Regions from separate parts of the Mus musculus genome. Here region 1 is linked to region 2. Evidence: chromatin contacts called from public promoter capture Hi-C data. All regions are on one chromosome and are shown on one strand. The core of a region is the stretch at or near the end of the contact, and the rest is flanking DNA. Distances in the headings are between cores, read along the strand shown.

Region 1 (2,700 bases), core at 79-2,578, 2.4 Mb before region 2:
TTGGTTTCAATCAACACATGGATGTGATGAAAACTAAAGAATCACCAAAAACTACTCATGTTTGGTAATATAGGGTTTTTTCTATAGTTCATGGCTCTTGTGGAAAGAATCACAGGGCCACAATGGGAAATTTTCATTTAAACTTCATATGTATATGTATACTGAGAGTTGTACCTATTATGCAATTTTAGGTAGATAATAGGATGTCATATTACTATTTCAAACATTCTTACTCTTACCTTACTTTCCTCCCTCCTTTTTCTTCTTGATTTGTCTCTCTTGCTCCTTCCTAATGAAAACTGTGAATTTCATAGAGTGTAGGAGGTGCATGGGAGGGTTGAAGAGAAGGAAGAGGAAGGGATAAATAATATAATTATTTTATAACATCAAAAAATTACTAAAAAGAAAAGCATTCCAGTGAAGTAGTGTGGTATTCTTAAAAATCCAAGAAGAGTGACTGCTCCAACCAAGAAAATTATGAAACTTAATTAATGATAGATTATATAATGAATTCAGGAAGCCTCTGTCTTTGTCTTTGGCTGAACATTTCTCTGGACTTACCAAGATTATCAATGTAAAATTATTTGTTTATGTGGGAGAATGAAGGAATACCTGAATGAATTTAGTCTTCATGTAATATATATAGGTGATTTGAGCACATTCATTTCAAAGAACCCGAAGGATCAAACACATGGGAAAATGTTCAAGTACAACTCCCTGGGTAGGGTTCAGGGATGAGGCTCTAAGTGATGACAAAATCTACCTCTGGTCTTTACGCAGATGGTTGGGTTCAGAAACACTACACTTCTCCAGATATTTACATCTTGAAGATTTTTTTCCTTACAGAGACATCTACCAAAATCAGCTAAAACTGCCTCCGAAATCCAGCCCTCCCTCCTCGATTCAGCTGTATACTAAACCATCACCTTGCTCTTCAACTGTATATAATAAGCACATGAGCTTCTGGAGTGCACCGGTTTGTCCATCACAGTGCACAGTCTATTTGCTCCCAAGTTTTCTGTACGTCATTGTGTCGGTGGATTTTGTAGAGACATGTTAAACAAGCAACGTGATTGTTTTGCCAAGAGATCACATTCAAACACCTTCTACATCTAAATGGAATACAGACAGACTTTTAGGATATATTTCTAATCTCTAAAAATGTAGGTAAAGTATGTTTTAGAAGGAAGCAGTCATTTTCAAAAGTGACATCTAATTAAGGGCAAGACAAAGTGATGAATCAGAGAAAGACTTGACAGAATGACTGAGAGATAGCATCTGCCCAACTCTGATAAGAACAGTGCAGGGAGAGAGTGTCAGTTATGTCGAGTTGGTAAATTAAAAGGCAGTGCAGTGGAGTGGAGGTTGTTACAGTTCCATTCATGGAGTTCAGAGGCAGTTTTTTGTTTTATTGTTTTTTTTTTTTTCATGATGGTTTTACAGAGATGTGTTGACAGTGAAGACAGACCAAGCCAGACAGTGAGAAGGAGCTACAAGATTAGAACAACTTGCCAGAGCTAGTTTGAGGCAAAGCAGAGAAATGTAGTCTGAAGCCAAGAGAAACCAATTTATATTGGTCAGACTGGAGAAGAATTGAACCAGCCAGGCAGAGTACAGAAAGAACTAGAATGTTTGAGCTTACTCAGTAATACGTTTCCAGGATGACAGTTATCTCAGTCAAATAAAAGTTACTTTTATAGGATGTGTGCTTTCTTCCTTCTCCCACTTTCCTGTCAGATTCTTCCTTGGAGCCATGCTGAACGATACGTAAATAGCAAAATATTTTCTAAATGTAAGGCTTATTTATTTGTTTATTTTACTTTTTATACGTATAATTACTCAGGAATTTCATCTCTACCAGGTATGAACTGCAAAGTAAATCTTTCAAACAAGTTAGTGATGATGGATCTGCATGAAAAATAAGGACTGTGAATAGGGAGTGCATGGGAAACATGCCCTTTGTTTGTTTGTTTGTTTGTTTTGTTTTGAGACAGGGTTTCTCTGTGTAGCCCTGGCTGTCCTGGAACTCAGTCTGTAGACCAGGCTACACTCGAACTCAGAAGTCCACCTGCCTCTGCCTCTGTCTCCCAAGTCATTTTATATATATATATATAAACTGAAGTAAATGTTGGGAATAAATGACTTTTTTGAACAGAATTATAATCCCTTGAAAGGACCATGGCATGACGTACATTTGTGTGGTCTTCTGTATGAAACAGAGAAGATTTCTGTTATTAAATAATTTTTTGGATATTGTTGATCAGAAACCATAAGATGAGAGTTATTTTAGGCTTTTATGAACACTTTACATTAAAGAAAATTAAGATAGTTATAGAACTGTCTTATGTGGAGTTCATTGACATAATGCAAACAGATGGATTCTGAGCATTGCTCATCCACTATCTATCATAGAATATCTATAATGTCATGATTAAGCCAAACAATCATTGCTGATTGATTGTAGAGTAATCATAATTACATATTTCTATCAAAGTGAAATAATAGAGTAAGGGAAATACTAGACTATAAAATATGATTCCTGAAATTATTATTACAAATCTATGTTATTTGTATCAAATCAAAAGTGTCCAGAGAAATAAATTAAATACAGGAAAGACAAGAAAAAAGTTTACCTTTAAATATTTGCATATCAATGTTTACAGGAATAATTGGAAACTGTACAAAAGTTCTGAAATTATA
Region 2 (2,700 bases), core at 66-2,565:
TGTAATTACTGTTCAGTGCTGCATCTGTCAGCCTCAGTTTCTCAAACATGCTTTTGCGAATCCTCCCCCCCACCCCCCACACACACACACTGCTTCAGGGTTTAAAAGCATGTTAAGTTTTCTTCCACAACGGCAATTAAATATCAGATTTCAGATCTGATAATCACTGCATCACAAACTCTTGTGCATTTACAACAAAATATTTACATAATTAACATTAAGTATTGACTCATAACTGAATCCTAACTCTGTAAGGCTGTGTTAGATATGTTACCTTATACCTCATCCCAGGTGCAACAAAAGACAGAAACTCAAGAAGTAAAGGAAACTACTATTGAATTTAAATTAACTCCAAATAATAGCCCTTAAAAAGGCACAGATGAGTCTTCACCAACACCCCATGGACTTTGTGGCCATAGGCAGTTACAACCTTCTTAAACAGCAGCATTAAGCAGATGATTTGCTGAATCAGTCTCTGGTAGCTGGAGAAAACTATGGCAGAGGCCCCTTAACAGTTAGTTCCCTCTTTTCAAAAGGATCTCAATTCAACATCTCCTGTAGCCTCTAGAACGGTGGGTCTTAATCATTCATCTTTGAAAGAGATGTTGCCACGCATACACTACCACATCTTTTCTAATGACGCATATGTGTTATAAACAAATATATTCATTTACCGTACATTTTTATTTACACCTCATGTACTGGTGTTTCTGTAACTTACTGACTTGTCCTTAAGTTTCAAAAACTAGGATATAAATATATTTCCATGTAGAAAAAATGGTTAAAAATAGCTGGGTGGGAGGTTTAAGGAAGTTGCTATAATTTTAAAGACAGAATTAGCTGATATGAAATATATCTACATGTCCTTTCAGAAGTCTAGTGCTTAGTTTTCCTGTGTGGATTACATGTGGCATGTTGTAATCATCCCCTTTTGTTGAGGAAGAAGCAGGCTGGCTAAAGAAATAAGTTTCGAAGAGCATAATGTAAGTGATATAAGTTATTGTTATTCCTAATCAATTGCGTTGGAAGCAGAACTCACCGTAACTTCGATAACCACTTCATTCAGGTCTCAGGTTTCCTGTCCACTCTGGAATGTATATTTCTAAATTTCCCTGGTTTTCTGGAAGTGTGGACTGGTGCAAAAGCTGTTGGTTTAGTTGGGCCAACTCTGATGGTCACTCTTGTCTTTTAATGTATGAAAATCAAATGGTCAGCATGCCAGATGCTTGACATTTCCCACTCTCAAAATCAATCACCAATCTGAACTCTGTGGCGATTACTCAGAGATTCAGAGGTTTGCTGTAAGCAGAGACCATGACCTTGGAACAATTATTTTCTCAAAAGATATTACCAACAATGATGTGAGCCGAATGCCCAGACTGCCCTCCAGCGCATGAATCCCTAGGTAAGAAATGGCTACGAATCTTCCAAAGTAGCCTGGCTTTGGCTTAAATCTCATTTTAATACATTTATATTTCATAAGCTCTGCATTTAGACAGAGGTAAAAGGAGCAGTCAAAGAAAACACTTACTGAAGGACTTCCTGTGTTCTGGTTTCTGTTCTTTTCTATCGATGTGGCAGTGACTCGGCAGTTCAGAACTTGAGGATCTCTGCAAATTGAACAACTCCAGGGACCCACAACTTGGATTCTTTGGCTAGAAATAATAGAGAGTACCTTTTACTAGGAAGAAAGAATACGCGAGTTTTGTGTCTTATCTTGATGCTAAATTTAACCGGTCTTTTGAGTAAGTTAATTTTTGTGTGTGTGTGTGGCTGGGTAACGGCCTGTATTCTAAGCACAGTGTTTATACTGATTCATGCATCCAAATAGTGCTTACTAAATGCTATGAATTATTCAAAGAACTGTACATATATCAACTCAGTTAATCCTCTCAGGAATTCAGCAGGGCCCACACATAGACAACATTACTAGTTCTGAGAAAACAGACAAGGAAAAGATATAGAAGAAGAAAAAACATCTTTCCCAAACTATGCATCGAGTAAATACGAACAGTGTTTAAAGTTTTTCTGGCCTTATATTGTATACTTAAAGATAATAATCCATGTTTTGTTGTCTATATATTGGGGATTCTGTTGATAGTATGGAAAGACAATTTTAATTTGTACAGTTTGATCTTTTAAGAGATATAATGAAAGGTTTTAAATACATTATCCTGTTTTAGAGCATACTAAGAGTTCTCAAGAATATTTTTCCATTATATATTTACATAAGTGAAATAAAATTAAGTCAATAAAAAAGTTTTAAATAATTTAAGCCTTAAAAAACATGTAATCTGAATGCATACTTTGAGCTATTTTTCTAACGTTCTAGGTATTTAATTTTTTTTTTGAGAAGATCATTCTAGCTTAGTTGGAAAATAATAACATTACATGTGAATGATTTTTCCTTGTGGTATTATAACAGTAACTATGGTCATAGATACAAAGATACTTAATTTCCAGAATAACATATGTCAGATACTACAACAAGCAGAAAATATAGTTTTCAAGCACCTGAGTGCTTTTTACAACCTCCAGAAAAAGGAGACCATGCTCTATTCCAGAATAAGAACAGTGCTCGTTTGAAAGATGAAATGATGTCTACCTCACAAATCTTGACGGAAGGAACATTCCTTATGCTTTCTATTAAGCTTAAAATAGCTAGTATCTCTCAGACATAGGATCCATTTACATGTGTGA

What was found. Promoter capture Hi-C pulls out the DNA fragments that hold promoters and counts their contacts.
Region 1: a contact with region 2 is called in a promoter capture Hi-C map of the HPC-7 cell line, with 7 times the contacts expected there. The contact joins the enhancer-like site here to the promoter of Arhgap15os in region 2. A contact is called at or near these places in 9 of 39 promoter capture datasets (3T3-L1-derived adipocytes, the HPC-7 cell line, cranial neural crest and 5 more) and 2 of 9 other capture datasets (adipose tissue and liver).

Annotation. Positions count from the first base shown.
Region 1 is chr2:46,496,474-46,499,173 of GRCm38.p6, reverse strand. No RefSeq gene overlaps it. Among named protein-coding and RNA genes, the nearest start is that of Gm13470, 55 kb to the right of the region's middle. Within about 2 kb of position 1,328, at least 1 of the 459 cell types and tissues checked has an H3K27ac peak or open chromatin away from gene starts, as enhancers often do. A contact at or near this core is called in the HPC-7 cell line, where this site is marked.
Region 2 is chr2:44,063,939-44,066,638 of GRCm38.p6, reverse strand. Arhgap15os (Rho GTPase activating protein 15, opposite strand) reads left to right here and starts at 1,315. Exons shown (of 3, transcript NR_040622.1): 1 at 1,315-1,405. It overlaps Arhgap15 (Rho GTPase activating protein 15), which reads right to left. Exons shown (of 14, transcript NM_153820.3): 8 at 1,532-1,655.